Regions from separate parts of the Sus scrofa genome. Here region 1 is linked to region 2. Evidence: chromatin contacts called from public HiChIP or PLAC-seq data. All regions are on one chromosome and are shown on one strand. The core of a region is the stretch at or near the end of the contact, and the rest is flanking DNA. Distances in the headings are between cores, read along the strand shown. Region 1 holds the start of HSD3B7 (3 beta-hydroxysteroid dehydrogenase type 7). Region 2 holds the start of KAT8 (lysine acetyltransferase 8).

Region 1 (6,025 bases), core at 3,236-5,735, 90 kb before region 2:
GGTGGTGGTGGCTGAGGCGGAGGAGCCAAAGCAACAGCAGCAGCAGCAGGAAGAGGGGGAGGAGGAGGAGGAGGAAGAGGAGGAGTCGGAGTCATCGGAGAGCAGCAGCAGCAGCAGCAGTGACGGCGAGGGGGCCATCCGGCGGCGCAGCCTCCGCTCCCACACGAGACGCCGGCGGCCGCCCCCGCCCCCCCCACCCCCGCCCCCTCCCACCTACGAGCCGCGCAGCGAGTTTGAGCAGATGACCATCCTGTATGACATTTGGAACTCGGGCCTGGACTTGGAGGACATGGGCTACCTGCGGCTGACATACGAGCGGCTGCTGCAGCAGACGAGTGGGGCTGACTGGCTTAACGACACCCACTGGGTCCATCACACCAATATCCTGAGTCCAAGAGGCTGGCCTTCTCAGGACCGGGAGACAGGCCCAGGCGGTGGGGTGGGGGGCCTCCCTGGGGTCACACAGCCAGGCCCTGTCCTCCTGAGATCATTCCTAGGGTTTGTGCTTATCGCCTTCCTGTCCCGCTCTCTGCCGCGTGCAGCCCCGGCATTTCTCCTCTGGCTGCCGGGCCACCCGTTCTCTCTGCCTCATGCCTCTTCTGCCTCCCAAAGTGCTTCTGGCAGGAAAGGTGGGGTCTGAGACTGACTTGTCTCCGTCTCTCCGTACTCCTCACCCTGAGTTTGTGCGGGACCTCCAGCTAAGGTCGGTCACCCTTTCCTTGGGCTGGGATTCGGCGGTGGGGGGGGGGGGACACGGGGAGCAGAGCCCCAGGGATCTGGTCTGTGAGGACCCGGTTCTCTTCCTTAACACCCTGCACTCACCAACCTGAGCACTCCAAAACGCAAGCGGCGGCCTCAGGATGGGCCCCGCGAGCACCAGACGGGCTCGGCTCGAAGCGAAGGCTATTACCCCATCAGCAAGAAGGAGAAGGACAGGTACCTGGATGTGTGCCCCGTCTCGGCCCGGCAGCTGGAAGGAGCCGACACTCAGGTGAGGCTCCACCCACGCCCCTGCCTGCTGGCTGCACCTTCTTCCCATGAGTTCTCCCATCACTCACCGTCTCTCCCTGGCCTGCTGCTGCTCACAGGGGACGAACCGTGTGCTTTCGGAGCGCCGGTCGGAGCAGCGGCGGCTGCTGAGCGCCATCGGCACGTCGGCCATCATGGACAGCGACCTGCTGAAGTTAAACCAGCTCAAGGTGCGGAGTGGGGCTGAGGAGGGAGGAGGCGCGGTGGGAAGGCCGTGTCCTGGAGCCCTGAGGGCTGCGGTGGGCGAGGGCCCGGGACACCCTCTGCCCTGGGGGTCCAAGGACAGGTGCGGAGCCAGGTTGAAGGGGACACCCAGCAACAGAGTCTGCCTTCCGCTCTCTAGTTCCGGAAGAAGAAGCTGCGATTTGGCCGGAGCCGGATCCACGAGTGGGGGCTGTTTGCCATGGAACCCATCGCAGCCGACGAGATGGTCATCGAATATGTGGGTCAGAACATCCGCCAGGTGAGGCCCCCGCACCCAGCCCCCGATCTGACGGCGGCATGGGGTGCTGACACGAGAACCACCTGACCCTCGGGGTAAAGCCCACACTCGCTCCCTGCTCCGAGATTTAGCCAGTGCAACCTGCCTGCCTTTTTTCCTCCGTTTCTTCCTTCAGCAATTAGTAATGGGTACAAGTAAACTAGTTGTTAATGATCCTGCAAGAAGTGAGACTGATATTCTCTCTCCCCTTAAGGACCTCACAGCGTAGTGGGCAAGATAGGTGTTCAACAGGTAACTGCAGTAAAGGGTGTCGTGTGGCTGCTGTGAAAAGGGCTGGGACGTTCAGGGAGGCAGAGGTGGGAGCACAGTGATGTTTGCATGAGGAGCTGAAGGGTGCTCCCAACCGGGAGACGGAGTGTGCAAAGGCCTGGACGCAGGATGGTCTTAGAAGGGCAAGGACGTCAGTATGGCTACTTGGAAAAATCAGGGCCAGTGGCAGCGGCGGGAGCCGGAGGGGCAGGTGGGAGGCCAGACAGCACAGTGCTTGAGCGCCAGGTTAGTAAGTTAGGACCAGTGGTGGGAAAGGAGAAGAGGCACCGCAAGGCCTTAGGCAGGAGAGGACCTGGGAGGTGGAGTCAGCTCCCTCTGACTACAGAGCCAAGAGAGCACTCAAGGCTGAGGCCAGGGTGGGGGCGAGGGGGCTGTCGCAGAGCCCCTAAAGGCGGGGATGGCCTCCACTAGGCAGTGAGGCCAAGGTAGCTGCAGGACCAGGCAACGAGGTGGCTCCAGAGCAGGAGGGCAGGGGCCGAGGTGAGACGGTTTCTCAGGGTGCTGCCTTTAGCGGCCGGCTGAGTAGGTGGGGCTGCCGGTGAGGGGGTGGAGGCGGGGTGTGGTCACGACAAGCTCCAATCAGGACAGGGCGTGGGAAGTTGCGGTGCCCGGGGGACATCCAGGGGCTGCTCAGTGGAGTGGCAGCTGCACTGAGGTGGATTTGGGCTGGAGGTGGAAGTTTGGGAGGAGCCCTCTCCACTTGCCTGGCAGCCGAAGCCCTGGGAGACAGCGAGTGCACCCAAGGGGAGAGAGCAGCGGCATTATCGCCCTGTTTTCTGGGAAATGAGTTATTCCTCACAGACCGTGAGCCCTGACGTGGACGGCAGCAGCCGTGAGCACCTGTTTTGGAGAAGGGATGAGTAGGGTCCAATCTGTGAAATGGACGCTGTCGTCTCAAGAACTGCCCCAGCCCTCAGCCATCTGGGGGCTCCGCTGGGGGCCAGGCAGACGCTCCAGGAGATGCTGGTGGCTGCTCCTGCCCAGTGACCAGTGTGGACTTCCCTGGGGTCCTCTTTGGGTGACTATCAGAATGGCAGCCGAAGGTATAGGGAGGTGACCCTAAGAGGGGTGCTCCTGGGAGCAGGGTCAGGAGAGTCGGCGCCTTGGAGTAGCGGGTGCCAGAGGGAGCGTCACAGATCCCGGACGGGTCGGCGTGGCCTCCAGGGTGGTAGCTGGGAGACTGTCCAGACGCCTCATCACAAGGGCCAGCGGGGTCAGGCCAGCCCCCTGACCATCACGCTCTGTGCTGTTAGATGGTGGCCGACATGCGGGAGAAGCGCTACGTGCAGGAGGGCATTGGCAGCAGCTACCTGTTCCGGGTGGATCATGACACCATCATCGATGCCACGAAGTGTGGCAACCTGGCGAGGTTCATCAACCACTGCTGCACGGTGCGCGGGGGGCCGGGCCGGGCCGGGGTGGGGCGGGGGCCAGGGGCACAGCCGCAGCTCACCCCATCCTTGTCCTGCAGCCCAACTGCTATGCCAAGGTGATCACCATCGAGTCGCAGAAGAAGATCGTGATCTACTCCAAGCAGCCCATCGGTGTGGACGAGGAGATCACCTACGACTACAAGTTCCCGCTGGAGGACAACAAGATCCCGTGTCTGTGCGGCACCGAGAGCTGCCGCGGCTCCCTCAACTGAGGTGGGGCAGGACTGGTGCCCTCACCCCTATTTATTCCCCTTGGTGCCCTGAGCTCCCAGCCCACCCAGCCTTAGTGGGCTCAGCAGGGCCCACGTGCCCCATCTCCGAATGTGGGGTTGGGGGCCCCCCGAGCCCAGGAGGGAGCCTCAGTCCCTTGAGGCGACTTCTGCTTCCCCTCTTGCCCCTGCCCACCCATCCCCTGAATTTTTTTTCTTTGCGGAGAAGAAGCTGTAAATGTTTTGTAGCTGCCAGCAGCTGTTTCCTGTGGAAACCTGGGGTGCCGGCCTGTACAGATCCTGTTCTTGGGGGCTGCACAGCCCCCTTGCTTTGTGTTCATGGGGCTTCCCCTTTGTGCCCTGCGTGCACCCCTCCCCAGTTTAGGGGTCTCTAGGGGCAGTGGCCATGTTCTCCCCCTGGGGGGGGGCCCTGCGCCCCCAGTCCTGGGGACTCCGTGCCTGGAACCCTGCCTCATCTTCTGTTCCTGCCAGACCCTGTGGGTCACCCTCCCAGCCTGGTGTCTGGAAGCTCCGGCTTTGCCAGGCCGGGATGGTGGGGGGCGGGCCCTTCCTGTTGGGCTGGACTGTACATATGTTAATAGCGCAAACCCAACGCCACATTTTTATAATTGTGATTAAACTTTATTGTACAAAAGTGCTTGGTCAGTATCTTTGGGAAAGAGTAGGGTGGGATGGGGGCTGAGGACAGAGGGTGGGGCAAGTGAAGAGAGGGGGAAACAGGTGGCCTGAAGCTTGGGGTGGGGAGAGGGCCTTTCGGGCAAGAGCCAGGACCTGCAGACTCAGCCACCATCACTCTGGGCCACCTGCTAGGCTGGAACAGCCATCCAGAAATCCCCCGCCAAGGCCGGCCAGGGCAGGGCCAAGGTCAGGCCTCCCTTCCCTTCCCAGAACCACAGCTGCTGCTGGGCTTCTGGCCTCCTGGGAAATCCAGCAGGAGGGAAAGACTGACATCATGCCCTGGGAGCGAGGTCACCCTGCCTGCTCCCTTTACCTCGCCCACCCAGCAGGTTCCAGCTTCCCCATTCCCTTTCCTCAAGTTCTCTGCTGGAAGCAGATGCCAGTGCAGCGTGGAGTGGCCACCAGAGGGTGCCCTGTGGCAAGAGTAAGGTGGGCGGAGAGGTGGAGGCTGGGCTGGTCTCTGTTCCTGGAATGGGCCAGGAGGGAGGAGGAGCAAGCGGAAGGGGACTGTGTCACGGGCCCGCTGGCCTGGGGGACGAAGACGGCCTCCCGGTGGCCAGTTTGGGTGTCCTGGGACCTTGGCAGCAGGTAGGCAGCAGTGATGCCAGGGCCTGGGGTCCCTTCCCCCCATCCCGGCCCTTCCCACCTTCCTCTCCCTGCCGTCCCGGCTCCCTGCCAACTGCCTTTCCTTTTCTGTCTCGGGACCTCCTCCTCCGCCTCAAACCCTGAGCCCTCCCTGCACGCCAAGCCTTCCCCTCATCTTGGTAAGTGCGGCTGGCAGGGTTGGGACAGGTAACCTGGCTGCGGCTCCCACGGCTGCAGCCTCTGGAAACGGCTCTGGGCCCCGGGTCACTGTTGCTGTCCACTAAGCCAGAGGCCTCTTCTAGGAGTAACAGGTGGGCTGTAGGTGCCGGGGCAGGTGGCAGCAGGCAACCCAGGTGAGCCAGGGTGTCTTTCCCCAGCAGGGCATGGCAGATTCTGCTCAGGCCCAGAAGCTGGTGTACCTGGTCACAGGTGGCTGTGGCTTCCTGGGGGAACATGTGGTCCGCATGCTGCTGCAGCAGGAACCCCGGCTCTGTGAGCTGCGCGTCTTCGACCTACACCTGGGCCCCTGGCTGGAGGAACTGGAGACAGGTGACTGTGGTGGGGACAGAGTGGGGACGGGGGGAGAGGATGTGGACTTCCTTCCTTGGGGTGGAAAAGATGATGTCTCCTATGTTTTCCAGTGTGGACGGATGGGATGAATGAGTCACATTGGGAATATGTGGCTTCCAAGGGTGTGGGCCAAACCCAGCAGCTGGCCTGTGGCCTCAGCTCTGACATTGCCTCTGGCTGCTCCTACCCATCCCCAGGGCCCGTGCAGGTGACTGCCATCCAGGGGGACGTGACCCAGGCCCATGAGGTGGCAGCGGCTGTGGCCGGAGCCCACGTGGTCATCCACACAGCTGGGCTGGTGGATGTGTTCGGGAGAGCCAGTCCGGAGACCATCCATGAGGTCAACGTGCAGGGTGAGCGGCTCTCCACCTACTCTGATCACACACGCAATCCTCCCTGGCGCATGGCCTGAACTTGGCTGTTTGTTCCCTGCCCCCTCTTTGACCTTGACCTCTGTAATTCTCCTGTGACAATCTGTCCTGTGGACACTCCTGCCCATCATGGCGGGCTGGCCCTCACTGACCTGCCGTGGTTCGCCCTGGGCCTGGAGCTGGAAGACTCGGGTCCTCCTCCAGCTTTGGGATGGGGAGCGGAAAGATGCAGAGGGGGAGGAAGCTTTGGTTTAGACGTCCCCCCCTACCCCAGGCACACAGAATGTGATCGAGGCTTGTGTGCAGAATGGAACACGCTTCCTGGTCTACACAAGCAGCATGGAAGTTGTGGGGCCC
Region 2 (7,026 bases), core at 3,133-5,632:
ATCAGGTTGGCCCTTGGGGTGGGGTGGATGGGGGTTCCAGCACTGTTTCTTTTTCTTTCTCTTTTTTGTCTTTTTTAGGGCTGCACCTGTGGCATGTGGAGTTTCCCAGGCTAGGGGTCAAATCAGAGCTACAGCTGCCGGCCTCGCCACAGCCGCAGCAAGGCCAGATCCTTAACTTAGTGATCGGGGCCAGGGATTGAACCTGGGTCCTCATGGTTACTAGTCACATTCGTTTCCACTGAGCCACGACAGGAACTCCTCTTTCCCCCCCCTCCCCACTTCTAGCCGCCCTGTGGCATATAGAGTTCCCAGGCCAGGCCAGGGACCAGATCCGAGCCTCAGCTGCAGCAATGCCAGGCACTGATTCTGACTCGTGTGACCTCAAGCCAAGACCAGACGCATCCTGAGATTTAGTTTCTGGTCAGACAAGATAGTCTCTGGCCCTGAGATTCCCATGAGCGGGACATGAATAGATTGGGGGCCAGCTGTGGGCTCCGGGGCCTGTCTTTGTCAACAACTGAGGCGCCCAGAGTGAGGAGAGTCAGTAGTAACCAGTCTAGGAGTTCCCCGGTGGCCTAGTGCATTATGGACCTGGCGTGTCACTGCTGTGGCAGGGTTTGATCCCTTGCCCAGAGATTTCCGCATGTTGTGGGTGCGACCAAAAACAAACAAAAAATGGTGCTGGGCTGAGAATAAATGTCAAGTCCTTTGAGAAGGTGTAAGCAGTCAGCGGGAGAGGTGAGGATGGAGAAACAGCTTATGACGGGAGTTCCCGTCATGGCTCAGTGGTTAACGAATCTGACTAGGAACCATGAGGTTGCGGGTTTGATCCCTGGCCTTGCTCAGTGGGTTAAGGATCCGGCATGGCTGTGAGCTGTGGTGTAGGTCGCAGACGCGGCTCGGATCCCGCGTTGCTGTGGCTGTGGTATAGGCCAGCGCTGTAGCTCTGATTTGACCCCTAGCCTGGAAACCTCCAATATGCCTCAGGTGTGCCCTAAAAAGCAAAAATCAAAACAAAAAAACCCCAAGGCCAAAGAGTCTAGGTGACCTCATTACATGATTGAGTGGGAGGGGCAGGAAGGCTGACTTAGCTCTGCTTTGGAGGTAGTGAGCCGCCACCAAGGCTCAGCCAGGCCCTGTTATTGTCTTGCCAGGATTTCTGACCGGGGTGGGGGAATTGCTCACAAAGACCTGGATCGGGTTATGGACTACCACTTCACCACGGCCGAGGCCAGTACCCAGGACCCCCGGATCAGCCCTCTCTTCGGCCACCTAGACATGCACAGTGGCAGCCAGTCAGGACCCATGCACGGGTGAGGCCCCACCTGGCTGGAATGGAGGGGTGGGAGGCCCCAGGAGACTCAAGCCTCTGAGGCCCGTGTCCTGTCCCCCTGCCCATCCCCAGCTTTGGCTTCGGGCTGCCCACGTCGCGGGCTTATGCAGAATACCTCGGTGGTTCCCTTCGGCTGCAGTCCCTGCAGGGCATCGGCACGGATGTCTACCTGCGGCTTCGGCACATCGATGGCCGGGAGGAAAGCTTCCGCATCTGACCCCACAGCTCTGGGCCTGCGGACCTGCCCAGGTTGGGCCACACACCCTGCCAGGACCTTCCAGGCCAGGCCGGGTGCCACCCTGCTCCACACACTGCTGTGTCTCTCGGGCTGAAGGGCCCCAAACAGATGGACTTACATGGAGCCAGGCGCCGCCCCTCCTCGATAGGGTCCACTGCTTCCCTGCCTCCAGGCCTTAGAGCGGAGGAAGCGGGGACCCTTGAGGTCTCCGGCACCAGCTCTGTCATTCTTGTTCCTGGGGAACCCCCACTTTGACCTGCTGTTTGTTATTAAAGTTCACATTTTGAATGCCCTCTCGAGCCCCATGTGTGGAGAGGGCAGGGTCGCTTTTGTTTCTGCCCCCATTCAGGTCCCCTTGGGTGTAACACGTTCATGTCCCAGTTTCTACCTGTCCTCAGAGCCTGGCAGACCAGCAATGGAACTGGCCCCGAGTCTCTTGCATGTTAGATTTGGAGGGGGGTGGGGATGAATGGGGCAGTCTGTGCAGACCTTGCATTCATTTCATTTACCAAATGTTTCTGGCTCCCAGACAATACTGAAGGCCCAGGATGGCCCAGCTTCATGCCTCAGTCCTGACTCTTCCCTTCTGGAAGTCACAGGTTGTGGAGGTGAAGGTCACCAGACTGGGTAACCTTCCAAGCCACCTCATTTTTGAACCTGAGGAAGGTTAAATATACTCCCTGCCAGCCGCGCCTGCTGATGCCAAGGAAAGGAACACACGAGATTGTGCGCTGGCAGGCAACAGTGGGCCCTGGTAGGGAGGGCCAAAGGAAAGGCTCCAAGGGAGCAGGTAGGGAGGTGACCTCCCCTGCTTATCTGGCCAGGGAAGGAGAAGGCCCCGGGGGCCTGCTTGGTAGGACAGGTGATGGAGGTGGGGGATTGAGGGGAGACAGGAATTAAATCTGGAGGTCAGACACTTGCTGAGAATCCCCGAGCAGGGGGCGGCAAGGCTGGAGAGGTAGGTGGCATCAAGGTGAAGGGCCCTTACAGCCGAGAAACATGGGTTTTATTCCTGCACACAGCAGGGATCCATGGAAAGGCTTTAAGCTAGAAAGGGATGTTTCGGCTTGGATTCCCTAGAAATGCATCTGAAAGGGATTTGATGAGAAAGTGCTCCCACAAGGGAGTAGGGGAGGCAGAAGAGGGAAGGGCAGGAGGCCAGGCAAAAGAACTAAAGCTCTACAGGCACCGATGAACTCCTCCCTTGAAGGATCATTGGTTTAACGTCCATTTGAGTGGGAGCTGAGGAGGTAGTTAACTTGCAGGCTGAGAACTTTACATTTTCAGCTCTTTTGAGGCAAAACACCTTTATTAGCCTGAGGGGCAGTTCGCCAAAGAAGCCTCAGGTGCTGGCTTTTGAAAGCCGGTCAAAGGTAGTAGGAGAACAAAGGAGCAATAACAAAAGGTTCTTAGGGACCTGGGTGAATCATCTATAGAGTTCTAGGGGGATGGGGAGTGGGAAAAGGTACTACAATTTTAACCTTTTTCTTGCCTTGTCTTGTTTCATATGCTGCTGGCATTTAATGCTCCCCTCAAACCTCTTTATTTCCCAAAAGCCAAGTTACCAGCACTTCCCACTGCCATCCCTCACAAAGACTTGCGTGTTTCCTGATCTGTAACCTCAGACTTAGACCTTAAGCATTCCACTTCTCTTAGAATTGTTTTAAGCCCAATAACCAAGTTATAAGTCAAAGATGACTCACAGTGGCCAAAGGGAGGGTTTAATTGAGCACGTACTCTGCCTGGCATTGCTCAATATACTTGTTTTATATTCATGGGATATATCTATATATATCTATATGGTTCAACCTTTATAGAGATACTTGACTTATAGTTTCATCTTTGACTATGCTCTTGGAACAAACACATTTCTACACCTTCCCGAGTTGGGTCAGAACCCAGGATTCCTAATTCACTCAGTCCAAGACGCTCTCCATTATGTCCACTGCCTTTGGCCAGTTTCTGTTTAGGGGACCTGACCCTTTCTTTACAAAGGCTTGATACTGTGAGAGTGGTTTACTAGCTGTCCCAGGATACACCGTTCTGCTTCCCCCACCCCAACTGTCTCCTTTTCCCATCCTAAACAAAGAAGGAAGGTTCTTCAATCTTCAAAAACGGGATGACCTGTATGTGGCTGGCGGAAGGGGGGGGGTGGGTGTTAGTTCCAGGCTCACCTCTAAAGCCAGACAGCCAGGGAGGCTGCTCTGGCTCCGCCCTGGTAAAGTGGAGGCAGTGCTCCCTGATAATTGGCATATCCTGGCTTTCTCAGGCACCAGGGCCTTTTAAAAGATCGATCTGAGGAGTTCCCGTCGTGGCGCAGTGGTTAACGAATCCATGAGGTTGCGGGTTCGGTCCCTGCCCTTGCTCAGTGGGTTACCGATCCGGTGTTGCCATGAGCTGTGGTGTAGGTTGCAGACGCGGCTTGGATCCAGCGTTGCTGTGGCTCTGGCGTAGGCCGGCAGCTACAGCTCCGATTCGACCCCTAGCCTGGGGACCTCCATATGCCGCGGGAGCGGCCCAATAAATAGCAAAAAAAGACAAAAAATATATATATATCGATCTGAGACATCACATCCGGAAAGCCTTTCTCCGCTCTCCAACTCCAGGGTGCAGCCACAGTTCCAAACGTCAGCCAAGTAACTCCAGAGCAACCGGCACTGTCAACGTCAATCTGGTCCGGCGCCGCGGAGACAGCCGCACTAGCCAATGAGCGCCTGCTACGTCACAGACCCCACCCTCCAGCCTACTGCGGCCTCCGCTACACGTCGCTGACCCGGAACTAAAGGCGCTGTGCGGCGCCGGATTCTGGCGTCACTTCCACTACAGCGATGGCGGCACAGGGAGCAGCTGCAGCCGTTGCGGCGGCGACTTCAGGGGTCGCGGGGGAGGGCGACCCCGGGCCTGGGGAGAATGCGGCGGTCGAGGGGACCGCCCCGTCCCCAGGCCGCGTCTCTCCGCCAACCCCGGCGCGGGGAGAGCCGGAAGTCACCGTGGAAATTGGAGAAACGTACCTGTGCCGGCGACCGGATAGCACCTGGCGTGAGGGCGGGGCCCAGGGCCAGGGGGCGGGGTTTATGGCCGGGGCGGGGCCTGAGCAGGGAGAACGCGGAGTTTCGGGCTCGCCCCGGCGCCGCCTGCAAACCCCACCTATCGGGTGTTAGCCAGATTCTTCCTGCTGTGTATAGAGCTCCCGCTCCACTTCCTTGCCCAGTCTTAGTCTTCATTCTCTTGTTAACCCGTTTCCTCACTGGTCGCCCTTGACCCTGTGACTTCCCCTTGCATCCGTCCCCGACAGCTGCCAGCGGAGAGGAGCTCCCAGAACACAGAAACGAACTTCCCCTTTTCTTCTATTATTTTGAGTCATTTCCATATTAACCCCAGAATTCCTTAGAATGGCTTTCATCTTTGTGACCTGTCTGGTTTTAGCAGCCCTAGTAAGGGCCGTTGCCAGACCAGACCACGCTGTCCACTCTTCAGACCACTTATGCCCTGTGCTTGGAATGCCCTACCCTTTTCCTTGTTTAGCCGGCTAGCCCCACTCATCCTTTTAGCATCATATCCCTCGTGATGCCATTCTTGACTCCCTTCAGGCAAAGTGAGTCGTTCCTTTGTGTGTTCCTGCAACATTTTCTACATACCTGAACCATGGTATATGTACCATTATGTTGTCTTTGTCTTCCTCTATCAAAGTGGGAACTTCTGGAGGGCAGGTCCATCCTGTGATCCATCACTGTATCCTCTGTACCCAGCAGCAACCCAGCCCAGGATCAGACAAGCAGGGGTTGCCTTACTCATTTCTTTAATGGTCTGCTATTTGTCAGATGCTATACTGAAAGCTTCAGAGCCATTAACTCACCATTTGAGGCGGACACAGCTGTCGTTATTTTGCAGATGAAGAAGCTGAGGCTCAGAAGGCCAAAATAACTTGTTCAGTTAAATACAGCTAGGAAGTGGGGCTGTGTTATTTCACAGCTAGTCCTCAGGACCCCTGAACAAACAAACCACTGAGTATTGAATTTGGAGCCAGACTTAAATTCAGATAAGTATTAGCTCTTACCATTATTCAAATAGGTGAGCCTGGGTAAGCCTCAGTTTCCTTATCTCTAAAATAAGAATAACAGCCCCCGTCTGGCCCACCTCAGACAGTGATTGAAGGGAGTGGCAGATGTGAACAGGTGAGGTCAGCTTACAGTTGGCCTTGGAACCTGGGAAACTGCTCCTCAGTGTGAAAGAGCATCCTTTTTTTTGGCCGCCCTGTGGCGTATGGAGTTCCAGGGATCAGATCGGAGCCACGATTGCAACCTACACTGGATCCTTAACCCATCGTGCCGGAGCAGGGATTAAACCTACATCCTAGTGCTCCCTAAACACTGCCGATCCTGTTGTGCCACAGTGGGAACTCCTGAAGGAGCACTCTTGCCCCAGTCCTGCTGTCTTACTTGATGCTCTTTTCTCCCTCCACAGATTCTGCTGAAGTGATCCAGTCTCGAGTGAACGATCAGGAGGGCCGAGAGGAATTCTATGTACACTATGTGGGCTGTGAGTGACTTGGGGTAGCCCCGGTCTGGGTGGGGTGGATGGGGGTGGAAGGGCAGCCCCCTCATGGCCCGTCCTCACAGTTAACCGGCGACTGGACGAATGGGTAGACAAGAACCGGCTGGCACTGACCAAGACAGTGAAGGATGCCGTGCAGAAGAACTCGGAGAAGTACCTGAGTGAGCTGGCTGAGCAGCCCGAGCGCAAGATCACTCGCAACCAAAAGCGCAAGCACGATGAGATCAACCACGTGCAGAAGGTCCGAGCCCTCCTTTCCCCAGGCGGCTCGAGGCAGCTCAGCTGCCTCTGCAGACTCCCTGGGCTCCCAGTACCAGAACCACAGCAGCTCCCATTTCTTAACCCCCTACCGGGTGTCGGGGACTTTACCTACCTCTTCACAGATAAGAAAACTGAGGCTCAGAGATGGCAAGGGCTTGGCTACAGTCTCACAGCAACGAAATGGCCCAGCTGGGACTGGAACTCAGGCCTCTTGCACCAGTGGCCTCTTTTGCCTCCCTCTCGGCTGTGCCGCCTTGACAGATGGATGTGAGGTCCAAAGGGGAGGAAGAGAGTGAGTGATTTGGGGCACTTGCTATTGCCAGGCGCCATGCAGAGTGCGGTACCTGTACAAGCTAATCAGATCCTCCCTAACAGCGCAGCACCACAGGGATAATAATTGAGGAAAGCAGGAAGGCTCAGCGAGGTTAAGTAACATGCCCAAGGTCACACTGCTAGTAAAAGGGTGGGCTGAAACTAGGGTAATAGTGGCAAACATTTATTGGCTTATGAGCCACAGTGTCAGGATAAGTGTTTTAATACTGATCTCATTGACGTTTCACAGCAACTCTGTGAGGTAAGCATTGTATCCCCAGTTCACAAGAGAGGTACAGGTAAGTTTAAGAACCCAGTCAAGAGTTAG

The links. HiChIP or PLAC-seq counts read pairs in DNA pulled down with a chosen protein or histone mark.
Region 1: a contact with region 2 is called in an H3K27ac HiChIP or PLAC-seq map of alveolar macrophages. The contact joins the promoter of HSD3B7 here to the promoter of KAT8 in region 2. A contact is called at or near these places in 3 of 5 promoter capture datasets (fetal liver, fetal skeletal muscle and liver), 11 of 47 Hi-C or Micro-C datasets (alveolar macrophages, blood, embryonic fibroblasts and 7 more) and 2 of 2 datasets of contacts at active chromatin or transcription factors (alveolar macrophages and skeletal muscle).

What each region holds. Positions count from the first base shown.
Region 1 is chr3:17,461,841-17,467,865 of Sscrofa11.1, reverse strand. It overlaps HSD3B7 (3 beta-hydroxysteroid dehydrogenase type 7), which reads left to right and starts at 4,485. Exons shown (of 7, transcript XM_005655085.3): 1 at 4,485-4,730; 2 at 5,105-5,276; 3 at 5,495-5,650; 4 at 5,943-6,025. The coding sequence starts at 4,614. It overlaps SETD1A (histone-lysine N-methyltransferase SETD1A), which reads left to right. Exons shown (of 21, transcript XM_021086406.1): 16 at 1-380; 17 at 819-991; 18 at 1,089-1,199; 19 at 1,373-1,492; 20 at 3,055-3,192; 21 at 3,273-4,098. The coding sequence ends at 3,446.
Region 2 is chr3:17,370,466-17,377,491 of Sscrofa11.1, reverse strand. KAT8 (lysine acetyltransferase 8) reads left to right here and starts at 4,382. Exons shown (of 11, transcript NM_001284366.1): 1 at 4,382-4,610; 2 at 6,036-6,110; 3 at 6,191-6,366. The coding sequence starts at 4,400. It overlaps BCKDK (3-methyl-2-oxobutanoate dehydrogenase [lipoamide] kinase, mitochondrial), which reads left to right. Exons shown (of 13, transcript XM_003124471.6): 11 at 1-5; 12 at 1,155-1,313; 13 at 1,406-1,864. The coding sequence ends at 1,550.